Regions from separate parts of the Mus musculus genome. Here regions 1 and 2 are each linked to region 3. Evidence: chromatin contacts called from public promoter capture Hi-C data. All regions are on one chromosome and are shown on one strand. The core of a region is the stretch at or near the end of the contact, and the rest is flanking DNA. Distances in the headings are between cores, read along the strand shown.

The links. Promoter capture Hi-C pulls out the DNA fragments that hold promoters and counts their contacts.
Region 1: a promoter capture Hi-C map of hippocampal neurons shows a contact between it and region 3, with 4 times the contacts expected there. The contact joins the promoter of Tagln here to the enhancer-like site in region 3. A contact is called at or near these places in 3 of 39 promoter capture datasets (hippocampal neurons, liver and pre-B cells), 1 of 484 Hi-C or Micro-C datasets (cortical neurons) and 1 of 9 other capture datasets (adipose tissue).
Region 2: a promoter capture Hi-C map of hippocampal neurons shows a contact between it and region 3, with 2.8 times the contacts expected there. The contact joins the promoter of Ccdc153 here to the enhancer-like site in region 3. A contact is called at or near these places in 4 of 39 promoter capture datasets (hippocampal neurons, liver and pre-B cells).

The regions. Positions count from the first base shown.
Region 1 is chr9:45,933,674-45,938,365 of GRCm38.p6, forward strand. Tagln (transgelin) reads right to left here and starts at 2,385. Exons shown (of 5, transcript NM_011526.5): 1 at 2,161-2,385. It overlaps Sidt2 (SID1 transmembrane family, member 2), which reads right to left. Exons shown (of 26, transcript NM_172257.4): 26 at 4,184-4,692.
Region 2 is chr9:44,239,294-44,243,712 of GRCm38.p6, forward strand. It overlaps Ccdc153 (coiled-coil domain containing 153), which reads left to right and starts at 1,384. Exons shown (of 7, transcript NM_001081369.2): 1 at 1,384-1,430; 2 at 1,705-1,783; 3 at 2,329-2,394; 4 at 3,721-3,840; 5 at 4,279-4,371. The coding sequence starts at 1,714.
Region 3 is chr9:44,941,480-44,946,097 of GRCm38.p6, forward strand. It overlaps Ube4a (ubiquitination factor E4A), which reads right to left. Exons shown (of 21, transcript NM_001346698.1): 11 at 3,326-3,446; 12 at 1,087-1,391. Among named protein-coding and RNA genes, the nearest start is that of Ube4a, 22 kb to the right of the region's middle. Within about 2 kb of position 2,857, at least 2 of the 459 cell types and tissues checked have an H3K27ac peak or open chromatin away from gene starts, as enhancers often do. A contact at or near this core is called in hippocampal neurons, where this site is marked.

The DNA.
Region 1 (4,692 bases), core at 1,135-3,634, 990 kb after region 3:
TTCTGAGTACCCTCTCAAGCTACCCTGGAGGACTCAAAAGCCTGGTTTCTGTTGGGAAGTTGTCAACAGCTATTCCCTCCCACACCCCACTGTGTGGCCTGCCCCCTCCCCCCAACCCCCGACCACCACCACCACCAGGAACCGCTGCGACAAGGAACCACAAAAGTCACAGAGTCATGGAGCCGGTGACTGCGGAGCCCCTTCCTCCTAGCCTCTACTCAGCCTGTCTCAAGCACCTTACAGTTTCCTTCTACTCCTGACTGGACAGTGGTGGCGCACGCCTTTAGTCCCAGCACTCGGGAGGCAGAGGCAGGCAGATTTCTGAGTTGGAGGCCAGCCTGATCTACAAAGTGAGTTCCAGGATAGCTAGGGCTATACAGAGAAACCCTGTCTCAAAACAAAAAACCAAACATCACTAGCCACTAGAGGAAAAGATGGGAGGAGAGTGTCCTCACATGCACTTCTCAGTCTCCAGAAAGTTCTGAACTGCAGGACTAAGAACAAGCCGTAGCAACAAGAGCATACACTGCAGCCTTGACATCTGTCAGGTCTGGGTCAGGTCATGCTCTCAAGATTCCATGTGCCCTTCTTCCCAGACTGGTGGGAAGTATGAAGTAGAAAGTCCAAAGAAGGGCTGGAGAGATGGCTCAGCCGTTAAAGGCTAGGCTCACAACCAAAAATACAAGAAAGTCCAGAGAAGTCTCTTTGAGAAGAGGCCAGGAGAGCAAATAAAATATATATGTATGTCCAAATGCCATGATGAAATGTATTACTTTGTATGCTAACTTAAAACAAACAAAAAAACAAAACCAAAAAAAAAAATCACTATAAGAAAAATCAAGCTGTCATCTTAGAGGCAGCAGAGAGGAGAGAGGGATATGGGTGGTGGTTTGGCAGCCCACCAGGGTATTTCTAGACAAAAGCTCCAACGCAAAACACCTGCATGATGCGCAGCTTGGATGCCTGTGGCCATCCAGCCCTCCTGTCAGCAGGTAGAGAGGTTAGGCTGTGGAAAGGGGCCTCCATGTAGCAGAGACCCTGGACAACAAGCAGAACCAGGGTATATCTGCCTGTGGTACCTCAGCCCATAAAATGACAGTAAGGGTGAGCATTTCTGCATCCCTGAGAGATCACACCTAAATTCCAGAAGACTAGTCCTCTTATATAGATGTGGCAACAGCCCACTGACATCCTTTAGAGAGCCCCAAGGGGAACCACCAAGACCCTTTGGGAGGAACAGGGGTCCCAGGGCTGTCCAGTCCCAGTTCCAAAGCTCCTCCACCTGTCACCTATCTGTCACCTATCTGCCACCTGTCACCTATCTGCCTACAGTGGACTGACCTCCTACTTTCAAACTGGACCAAGCTGCCATGAAAAAGCAAACCTTAGCTGGGCAGTGGTGGCACACGCCTTTAATCCCAGCACTTGGGAGGCAGAGGCAGGTAGATTTCTGAGTTCGAGGCCAGCCTGGTCTAAAGAGTGAGTTCCAGAACAGCCAGGGCTACACAGAGAAACCCTGTCTAAAGAAAAGAAAGAAAAAAAGAAAAAGAAAATTAGAAAGAGAGAGTGAAAGAGAGAAAAGGAAAGAAAGAGAGAGAGAGAGAGAGAGAGAGAGAGAGAGAGAGAGAGAGAGAGAGAGAAAAGGAAAGAAAAAGCAGGCCCTATCCCAGGCTAGTCTGAAGCATTAAACTTCTGTGGTAGATGGAGCACATGCCTGCCACACATAGCGCCCTGGGGTTTGATCCCTAGCGCTACAAAAAATAAGATCTTTAGTCCTCCACTGCCTGAGGGGGCTACCTCCTGGCTCCCCCGAGTTGCATTAGCCCTGGGGACCATCAGTGGGTCACTGCTTTCCAGAACTTAGCCCCTCACCTTCTTGGAGATCCAAAGATGGAGTTGTTCCCTTGGCCTCATTTGTCACCTCTTTGGGCCTAACACATAGCCCATACACCTATGGGTGGGACAGTGACTGAAATTTGAGCCTCCCTCTCACCCCATTTATTCTTTTGCCCCAGTCAAATCATCCTAGGCATTTTAACCCAGACTTTTTGTCTAACACAGAGAATGGTCTCTAGGGACCCAATTCCACCCAGCAAACTAGAAGAGACTAGGGGATCTAATTGAGCCCACAGCCCTTCTGCTCCCATGACTTGCACTTACAAGGCTTGGTCGTTTGTGGACTGGAAGGAGAGTAGCTTCGGTGTCTGGGCTGGGGCAGACGGGCCGGGGCGCCGGCTGGGTGAGGGGTTTAAAGGCCGCCTAGGCAGTGATGTCACCCCTCTGCCGCCCGCTGGCGCCCCTCCCTGCCCATGGAAGTCTGCTTGGCTCACCACCCCGGGCCGCCCCACTCACTCCACACAGGCTCCATATTTGGGGAAAGACACCAAGTTGGAGCAGTCTGTCGGGGGCAGCCGGAGACATTCTCTGCATGCTTTGGAGATGCTGCGGGGGTCGGGGCGGGGCGGTGCTGAGGGCGGCCGGGAAAAACCTTTTATGGGCAGGACCCTGAAACCCTTCCTTGTTACCCGGACTTGGGTCTGCTCTTCAATGAGAAAGAAAGGGGGAGGCATTCTAGAGTTTGGCCCGACAAAGGAACCTGCAAGGGACAAACAAGCCACCTTCTTGCAAGGCTTTAAAATCGAGTTGGTGGGAACTAGTCTTGACTGCAGCCTGGCTGCACAACCAGGCACTATGCAAACGCCTTCCTTTCACGTTCCCCTTTATTATGAGATAGCAGTTACCACTCCATTTAACAGTTGAGAAAATTGAGGTTCAAAGTGGCCTTTCCAAGGCTACCAAGTGCATGGCAGAACATGGGTCATCCTGCCCACAGGTATGGTATGCTTCTAGCGGGTGCTTCTCTAGGGAGTGCCTTGTTTAGCAGCAAGTCAACCCTGGCCCCTTCTAGAGCGGTGACAATGGGCGGATGTTTAAGGCCTGGCAAGGCTGGAGACACTAGGGTAAGAGGACTAGGACAGTGTCACCCTCCCTCCCTTCAAAATAGTCCTTATCGTGAAAGATCCTACCACCTCAGAAAGGGTCCCCACTTATCTTGCACCTAGCTTCAGTGGTCTTGGGAAGGGACAGGTGAGACAGGCTCAGGGTTAGGGTTAAAGACAACTGCTATCACACCTGATGGTCTGAGTTCAGTACCCAAGACCAAACACAGTGGAGACAGAACCAGCTCTCCTCTGCCCCTATCTGTGCTATGTCTCACACACTCACTGAATGCAACTTCTTAAAAGGTAAGGCTTTAGTGGTGTCTCTGAGTCCCATCCCCAATTCTGGAAACCTCAGGAAACAGAGAGAGGGAGAGGGAGAGGGAGAAAGGAGTAGAGAGAGGGAAGGAGAGAACCCTCAGGCAGGGTCAGTCTCACCCAGAACTGGCTGCAGGCCAGAGAGGTGCAGCCTCAGACGCTCAATCCACTACAGCCAGCCTGGCTGGTTTAAGCTATTGGTGCATAGAACTCCAGCACCTCCTTGTGGCATCTGAAGGAAGGGTCATAATAAGCTGGAGCTCCTCTAGAGCTCTTGCTTTCCAGCCACTGATTACGTCCTGAATTCACTAGACAGGATTCCCCAAATCCCGTCCTTTTTATAATCTAAATAAAATCTCCCTCCTCGATGGGCACACGCCTTTAATCCCAGCACTCGGGAGGCAGAGGCAGGCAGATTTCTGAGTTCAAGGCCAGCCTGGTCTACAGAGTGGGTTCCAGGAGGGCCAGGGCCACACAGAGAAACCCTGTCTCAAAAAAAACAAACCAAAACCACCCCCCCCCCAAACAACAACAACCCCCCCTCCTCTTAGATCCTGCTTGCCATCCATTCCTGAACAGCCTTTAAAACCTTGGCCTGCAAGGGCTCTGCCCACTTGAGGTGCATCATGGCACAGCCTGGACACCCATCTGCAGAGCTGGCTGGAAAGGATACTGACGTTTACATACGTGGTGGGTAGTCAGGTGCTGTGTGCCTGCTGAAGGGAGGGGTTATCAGGAGAGGGCACAGACACACTTTCAGTATCCTGCTCCTGTAAGCAATGCTTGGAGCAAGGGTCACATGTTTACAGAATCAATGGGTGGCTTGGTGGGATCAAGGAAGGTCATTCCCAATGTAGCCACGCACAGAAACGAGACGGGAAGGCCAAAATAAATGGGACACGGAGGCTCCTGCACCTCCCAACACATCAGTAAGACCCCAAATCCCAGGTCTGGTTGTCTTTATTGAATGTACTCGTTCATAGAAAACAATTGCAACCGTAGCATGGAGGAACATAGAACAAAGCTCAGAAACAAAGACCCAGACCCGCCTCTTCTCCCAGCCCAAGAGCTATAAAAACATGGTGGAGAGAAGGAAACACATTCCTGGGGCCCACTCTTGGCATCTGGAATGGACCTGGTGGAGTGAAGGGCAACCAAGTACCAAAGTGGCCAGGGGCCTGGAGCTGGGTGACTCTGTAAACGCCAAGGACCAGAATGGCCAGGGGCCAGAGCTGGGTGACTCTGTAAACGCCAAGGCTCTTAGGCCTACGTGACTAACACAGAACTTGGCTAAATACTGGACGGAAACTCAGAAACCAGCCCTGAGTCCTTTGGTGAGACAGGGCCAAGGACACACAGGGACCTGGCATGTTCCTCCCTTTCCACGACAGGCACTGGGACTCCTGCTCCCGTGAAAGAGGCAAAAGGGACTGTG
Region 2 (4,419 bases), core at 134-2,633, 700 kb before region 3:
AAGTGATTTCATAGTCCCACATCTTGTGTCTGTTTCGGCAGATTTGCTTCTAATAATATGCAACTGACCAACATTTTCAGGGACTAGAATGGACAGACATGCCTAAAAAGGATCTGTAGGTTCCATAATCCACAGGGAGGAAGGCTTGTTTAAATTCTATGTATGGTGACATTATGGTGCCCAGAGATGGCACAGGTCCAGACGGATCTCTCCCAGATGGAGGGAGGGCTTCCCGTCATGCTTTCTGCCAACAATCAAATTTTAATTATACATAAGATACTAAAAAACACCCCGTAAAGGGGATCTCCCCCAATATTGCCCAAGAAATTACCAACTGCAAACTTTAGGAGGTGCAGGCGGTCAAGCAAGTCCACTAGAGGGAGCCCTAAGCAACTTTATGCTGCAGGGAGCCTGGGGGCTGCTAAACCCCTGCCTGCAGATTAAACCTCATAAAGAAATAGTGGGAGAAGGCAAGATTGACTGGAGAGGGAAAAAGGAGTCCTGTAAACACTGCACTGACGTCTGGGGATTTCAGGAGCTACAAAACTTATACACCAAGAAATACAAGCTGAGCAAAATTAAGTAGCTGAACTCCAGACTCTTGTCTAATTTGTGTTCCTCTTTGTGGGTCAGCATCCTTTCAACTACCTGTGTCAGAACATGTTTCCCTCACACACCACAGTAGCCTTTTTGAGGCAAACCTTCAGGTTGTTGTTTAAAAAAAAACAAAAACAAAAACAAAAAACAAAAAACAAACAAAACATTTATTTATTTATTTTATGTATCTGGTGGTCTTCAGACACACCAGAAGAGGGCATCCGATACCATTACAGATGGATGTGAACCACCATGCTGTTGCTGGAAATTGAACTCGGGACCTCTGGGAGAGCAGCCAAGTGCTCTCAACCACTGAGCCATCTCTCCAGCCCCCAAACCTTCTGTTTTAAAGTAAATAATGTCACTGTGTTCACACGAAACCTCCAGATATAAAGTAGCTGTGATGGCCGCTATCCCTGCTTTCCCTATGTCTTGCAAAACACTGCTCTCCCAGACTGCAAGTTTGTAGATTCCTAGCCTGGAGAGTCTCCAGACCACAGGTAGTGCCTGTGTAGACATGAATAATAGCTATTCGGCTCCTAAGCCTCTTCTTTAGGGCTAGGATATGGAGGTAAAAAGAGAAGCTTTCCTTTGTATGAGCTGATTTAGCTCACCCACCTGCCTGAGTTTTCCAGTTGCCTGGACAACGTGCAGTATCCAGAAACCCAACATCCCAGTTCTTGGTCCCACCTCTTGAGGAAGTTTTACACCTTGGATTGGCTCCCAGGACCCAGGCTCCTCCCTAGACTCAATCTACTTGGGTCTCTCTTTACTGTCCCCATGACATGTCATTTCCCAGGGAGACACCACACAAGCAACAGAAAGTCTTGCAGGTAGGTAGGAAGGAGGAGAGTACACAAGTTGGGGAGAGAGAAGGGATGTCCAGAAGTTTCTCTAAGAAGCTGACTGCTGCACATAGGATTGTTCTCCCTCAGTGATCCCAGCCCTCCCTAAGGGTCCCAGAGACCAAGAAATGAAGCTTCTATAGAAGTGTAAGATGCACTGGGAGACTGGCACTCTGATGCTCCAGAAACCCCCAACCAACTCAGTGTAAGAGTCAGGAAAGCCTGTCTGTATGCTGACCTACATAGGTCTTCCCTTCGTCAGGACAGCGGGATGCCACCTAAAACCAAAGGAAGGGGGAGAAAAGCTGAGGCACGGAAGAAGAAAAAGAATTCAAGTCCTGGTGAGTCACCATGGGTGAAGGCCAGTGCCCCTGCATGTCCATGTCCACACCAAGGTCCTTAGAGGGAATCCAGCTCCCTGGGCAACAAGACAGAGGGCGTTTGTTTTGGTTTTGTCTTTTGTTCTTTTGACACAGGGTCACTAAGAAACCCAGGCAAGCCTCAAACGTATCCTCCTAGTCCTCCTAGTGCTGGGACAGCCTGGTGCTCACAATGCCTGGCATTAGTTAGGCATTGACACCACAGTTGGCTAAAGTGAGGCTCTCTTGCCCTCCTCTTCAGAGCCCTGAGTTCAGATTCGGCCAGGCTGGGGACCGGAGACTGCCTCTCTCCCCCTGGAGCCCCCTCTAGTCCTTTGCCTCTGTCATCTGTTTCACCCTTCTTTTGAGCACACACCAAGTACAAGGCAGTGAAGGCTTGGCTATGAATTTGTCAGATTTTGGCATTGGGTATCAGTGATCTTCCCCCATCCTGCAAAAAGTGCGGGAGGAAGACAGGGCAGGGGCGAGATCAGCGTAGCCTAAGACTCCGTGGTTTGCCACGACAGGTGTGGAGGCTGAGGCCAAGCACAGGCTGGTGCTGCTCGAGAAGGAGCTGCTTCAGGACCGCTTGGGTAAGGAGTGTGGAGCCTCAGGAGACAGCAGCAATGACAGGTCCTAGTCAGGGTTATCACTGCTGTGAAGAAACACCACAACCAAAGCAACGTGGGGAGGAGATGGTTTATCTGGCTTGCGCACCCAAAGCACTGTTTATTATTGAAAGAAGTCAGGAGAGGAGCTAGGAGCCTGGAGACAGGAGCTGATACGGAAGTCATGGAGGGGTGCTGCTAATTGGCTTGCTCTCCATGGCTTGCTCAGCCTGCTTTTTTATAGAACCCAGGACCACCAGCAAAGGGGTAGCACCACCCACAATGGGCTGGGCCCTCCCCATCATTCACTGATTAAGAAAATGCCCTATAGGCTTAACTATAGCCAGATCTTATAGAGGCATTTTCTTTCTTCCTTCCTTCCTTCCTTCCTTCCTTCCTTCCTTCCTTCCTTCCTTCCTTCCTTCCCTCCCTCCCTCCCTCCCTCCCTCCCTCCCTCCCTCCCTCTCTCTTGTTTGTTTGTTTGTTTTTTGAGACAGGGTTTCTCTGTATAGCCCTGGCTGTCCTGGAACTCACTTTGTAGACCAGGCTGGCCTCGAACTCAGAAATCCGCCTGCCTCTGCCTCCCAAGTGCTGGGATCAAAGGCGTGCGCCACCATGCCCGGCTTCTAATCTTTTTTAAAAAAAGATTTATTTATTTTATGTACATGAGTGTACTGTCCCTGTCTTCAGACACTCCAGAAGAGGGTATCCCATTACAGAAGATTGTGAGTCACCATGTGGTTGCTGGGATTTGAACTCAGAACCTCTGGAAGAGCAGTCAGTGCTCTTAACCGCTGAGCCATCTCTCCAGCCTGAGGCATTTTCTCAGTTGTGGCTCCCTCCTCTCTGATAATTCTAGCTTGTGTCAAGTTGACATAGAACTATCCGTGCAGCCTTGGCATACGTGGCATCTCTGGGTTCTTGGGGAACTGGAAGTGTGGACTATGTCCAGGGCTAATTCTCTGTTGGCAAGGATTGTGAGGAAGGGCTAGACAATGAAGATTGATGAAGAAGTTGTTCTTCCCCCTGACTCTGAGAACGCAATCACAACCCCATTCAGGATAGGTAAGTAGTCTACCGTGAAGCTAATCTGCAGCTCGGGAAGCCATTGTTTTTTAGTAGCCAGAACACGGAGAGACTATTGACTCTGTAGGAATGAAAACTCTGTGGGTTTCAAGAGGGTCCAGGGAGAGACACTGCATAAGAGGTTGACACTGCCAAGTTCCCAAAGAGAAGCAGAGTTCAAGGCTATGGTGATTGATTCTATGAGATCCACGGTCAGGCCTGAGCATGGCTCTGCGATACTCACAGCTCTACAGAGGGAAGAGGCTCGCCGAGCCAAGGCTTCTGAAGACAGGCTGAAGCAGAGGTTACAAGGGCTAGAAGCTGAACTGGAAAGAACCCAAAGTGAAGGGAAGGCCATATATGCAGGTATGTTTGATCAGGTGGACAGGAGACGGGCCTGGAGGAGGTCAGGGAATTGGAGGAAGGGAAATGAAGAGTGATTCCAACTGCCATACCTAGTCTCACCTTCCCTGCATAGGCAGGGTCCAGAGACCCAAAGATAGATCCCTGGTATGAACACGGATCACCACATCCTAGGGTGTCTAATGTTCCATGCTTGGTGTTGGCATGAACAAAATGCAGTGACAGCCCTTACCTTTTTCACCTTTGGGAGTAAGTGGGAGGAAAGGCCAGAGTCCCCCCTAAACAGATATGGGGGAGAGAGTCTTCTTTCCTATCTCCCTCATTTTCAAGGTCTCCCAAGTTTCTTAGTTCTGTGTCTCCGCCGAGACGTTCCCCTACGTGTAACGTTATTTCCTTCCCTTATGCCTCCTCTATCCCTGCTGCCTACTGCTCCTACCTCAGAGATGAGCCGCCAGCGGCAGGCCCTAAAGGAGGAGCTGGGGACCCGAAGCAAACAGCTGGAGGAGGAAGTGAGAAGTCTAAAGGAGCAGCTAGGTAGGCCCCCATCCTTGTCCCTTCTTTTCCAGGCTCAGTATCAAGGCC
Region 3 (4,618 bases), core at 1,607-4,106:
GCAGTGACACAGGACTCTTTACACTAGCACTGCATGCCTCCATAGGTTGGCCACAGTTTAAGCCACCCTTTAGGTGTGGCTAGTTACACTAGGTGACTGCAATAAGGACCTCCAGGCTGGTCCTCTAACTGCTTTCCCTTTTGGCACTGAGATCTTTGCAAAGTCTCTTTGTGCATCATTCTAGACTAGGAAGTCCCCTGCTGTATGCAGCGAAGGACATCATCATCGCTCGAGACGGGGACACACCCGGGGGTATGCAGTAGAGACATCATTTTCAAGGTAAGTTGAGAGAGTTTGCAGTTTTCATTTTGGTCACCTGTGCTGCCACATCATGAGTGGCAGACACTAAGAGATGTGTTAGGCTATTGGCAAGCAGCTGAGGCCCGTTGACAACTAGTCAACTGGGCTTGTAAGTAGATCCTCCAGCCCTCGTTGAGTCCTCAGAATCTATGGCTCTGACTGACGGCTTGACCATAACCTCATTGGCACTCTGAGATAGAATCACATGGCCAAGTGCTCCAGGATTTCTGACGCAGAGGACTGTGTGAGATAGTGTTTGCTGTTTTAAGCTGCTATGTTTGGGGAGTAACTTGTTACATAGCAATATGAGACCAGCACAGTGTTCAAGAACATTTAATCTGATTAGTGAACAACATTTACTGACCCCTTACTGACATACATACACACAATTTCCCTTCTGAGTTAGTAAGAGGGGATTTTTTTTTTCCTAAAAAAACAAAACAAAACAAAAAACCCCAAAAACCCTCAGGGAGGGTTAGACAGGCAGTTGAATCTTTGAAAGTCAAACAATATTAACGACAGACACTAAGAGCTGTGAAAACCCTGACTGCAGTTCATCTCTGGCAGGCTGTTTTCTGACAGTCCCACTATCAGGGACACAAAGCTGGAGAAGCAACTACTGGGGCCCCATGATTTGGCCAGGAGATTCTTGTAAGTTTGAGTAGCTTCTCTAAAAACAATGAAATGATAACTAAGGAAGGCTATTTTGAGGATTAAGCTTCCAAGGTGACCCAGTTAAACTTAGGTGGCTATTAATAGGTTGTTTCCAAGGGACAGGCTGCTTACCTGGCACATAAGCCAAAGAGCTGTAGCCATCTGGCAAAGGGAAACTTAGTTCTATTGGCTGGGAGCCCTCATTGCCTATGGCCAGTTGAACCAGCAGAACAGCCATGGACACCTGCAAATTCAGACAGTTTTGCAGCATCTGGGGTTCAGTCATAGCAGTCTTGGTAGAGAGATAGATGGTCATCAGGCGTTCGAACTGCTCACGGAGATTGTCAGCAGCAGGGCTAGAACTCTGCTGAGCATCCCGCCAGGCAACCTGCAGCCGATGCAGATTTTGGTTGATTTTTACCATCTGATCATGCAACCTGCCCCCAAGAAAGCAGAAGAGACTAGGTCAGGGAGGCCCATGTGGGGGCAGTGTAGTATAGACCACACTGAAAAGCAAATCCTTGTTTGTTTTTTATAGTGTTCTATACTTGTAGAAAGTTGCAGGGTCAATGACACAGAAGGTACTCACAAAAGTTACCAGCTGGTCAGACGCAAGGTGCACTGTTCTCAGAAAATGTTACCATATGCACAACAAATCTGAAGCTAATTATGCAGAGTGAGTGGCCTCTCACAGGAGCAGGGTGCAGAGTGTGTGGTTATTATGGAAAACAGACATTTTAATGATGCAGAGTATGAGCAGCCCAGTACAAGCTTTAGAGTACATTGGTGAGGTCAGAGGATAATCTTTGCACAGTGAGAAAACTATGTAGGTGAAAAAGACTTGATTCTAACAACCACACCTAGAGCAGCCATATTCAGGCACACAACCTAAGAGCATCGCCCAGCCTTCTGAAGAATAAGATAATTATTCTTCACAAAATTTCACTCTAATATTGAAAAGAAGACCTAGAACTAAAAGCTACTGACAACTGGTTCTACATGTACAATCCTAAATCACTTCCTTGGATCTTGCAGACAGCTACTAGGGTGACAGTAGGAAACTAGATGCCAGGCATTTCTAGATCTGAATTTAGATTGTTGAGCAGATCAAGCACATGTTGAACTTCTGTGACATTTAAAATGTCAACAACAGGGCAGAAACACTGTCTAATAAAGACATTTTCATCCCCCTCCCCCATGAATTTTCTGCTGGAGGAGTTGAAAAAACAAAACAAAAAACCCCAAAACCTTACATTAATTTAAGTATCCTGAGAATGCATTAAAAAAATCAGTATTCCAGGCCAGGCATGTGATACACACTGTTACACTGTTAATCTCAGCACTCAAGAGGTAGAGGCAGTCTGGTCTACAGAGTGCGTTCCAGGATAGCCAAAGCTACACAGAGAAACCCTGTCTTGAACGAAAGAACAAACAAACAAATAAACAAAAAACTATCAGTATTCCTGGGTCTGGGGCGATGGCTCAACTGATAAACTGCTTGCATATGCGAGCAAGGGGACCTGTGTTTAGATCCCCAGCACCCATGTAAACACGAGTGTGCTGGTGTGCCCTGCGGTCCTAATGCCGGGACACAGAAACAGGAGGATCCTGGAGTCTTGCTCAATCAGTGAGCTCAAGGTTCAGTGAAAGATCCTCTCTCAAAAGATACGGTGGGGGAGCATCTGAGAAAGCCACCTGACCCCAATCTCTGGCTTCTAAATCACACCTGAGCATGGGTGCCCTGTTCCCACCAATTAAAAAAAAACCCCAGTATTCATAATACTCTTTCTACAGATGAGATGTAGGAGTTGTTATTTCTCCTCCTTATCCTGGAAACCATTCTCTGCTCAACAAAGGGAAAAACTGTGGAGTGGCATATGGCTGGTTTGCTAGAAATGGATGCTTCCGGAACGTCTACACAAGCTCTCAGCCTTCCTGTCTTTAGAAGCAGTCCTCTCAGGTCCGCAGCTCTTATGTGCTCGGATTGTCTATCTGGAGTCCCTTACACCAGTCTCTCAACTTATGAAAGTTTGTCTCTTGTCTTTCTTTGGACATCAGAAGTAATAACTCAATGGTAAAGAGTGAAATGTAAAATGACAGTAATTAGATTTTCCTAGATAATAACAAAAAGGCAGGGATTGAAAAGTTGGCAAAATGTGGAGAAAATATTAGTACAATGTTAATTTTAAAGAGAGATTTAAAAAAAAAAAACCCTGTAAGTAATCCGTACAAAGTGGACTCAGGTAAATTTAAACCAGTGCATGTGACTTCCCTGTGCCATCCTAACAGGGCTCTTCAGACTCACTGCCCACCTTCAAGCTGTCAACACAACTAACGGGACCATTCTTTTCCAAGACATCAAAGGAGTTACCTGTGAAATCCCAAGTACAAGGTATACTCTGTCAGGGCCAGGTTCTCCGTCACAAGGTTGTAGCTCTGGGGGAACGTTGGCTCCTGCACAGCTGGGATCAGACAGGTCTCCTTGTCCAAACCTCGAAGAAGCAAAAGGAATGGTGATGGACTGCTCTCCACAGACATCGGTCTTGGGCTCCACTCTCCCTCAGCCTCCATATTTCTACAATATCTTCCTTGTAACATATCTCCAATGACTTCCTTGTCTAAAAACACTTTCTGGCTTCCTGATATCTACAGAAACAGCTAAATCTCTTTTGCTGGACCAATGAAATCAGCAAAAAACCTAAACTGAGTGATAATACTGTATACTTTCCAAGTGATAGGCAATGGGACATTTTCCTCTTTCTGTCTGTCCGTCCGTCCGTCCTTCCTTCCTTCGAGACAGAGTCTCTGTGTAGCTCCGGTTTTCAAGGAACTTGCTCTGTCAACCAGCCAGGCCTCAAACTCACAAAGATTCACCTGTCTCTGTGTCTTGGTGGCTGAGATTAAAGGCATGGGCTACTATTACTTGGCTATTTCAACTTATTCTTTGCTTTTCAGTGTTTTAAGATAAATTATTTTTGTGCAGATATTGGTTTTGTTAATTTATAAGAGGCTAAAAAAAATGCCCCCAAACCTAGAAGGAAATCAGTCAAAACCAACAAGAGATTTGTTCTGAGTGACAGATCAGGGCCCACTCCTTTTCACTTCTCCATATTCACGTTTTCTCCAGTCCGGTGCCAGCTTTCTTCCTCCCACCCCACACTCTTCAGAGCCCAATCCTGTCCCTTGCTCTAACTACAAGGAACTTCTCACTATTCCTCAATCAATTCTTTCCATAGATTTTTTTTTCTAGATAGCCTCCAACTCCAAGACTACCTGCCTCTGCCTGTCAAGTCAGTGCGTGCTGCTGCTTCCACAGGCTGCCACCTCTACATCAGCTAGTCTCTACACTCCTGCTCCTTTGCCTGGTAAACTCTGACTTGTCTGTTGAGACATGAAGACGACAGCTCTGCAGAACTGGTTGTTCAACCATACTGCTGTTGTCCAGAAAATGTTGATAACCTACCTGTCTGCCCTCTTCTGGAACCTCTGAGTTCAAGAAGGATAGCAGCTGTATCTGACTGCACTTTATAAAAGATGAGGAAATGAATATCCAAGGTTGCCAGAATCAGACGGAAGGTCTCAACAAGGCCTAACATTTAAAAGCTAACAGGTGCTGTTTTTCAAAATTCCATGTTATTTAACTTGTTCTCATCTGTTTTGAACA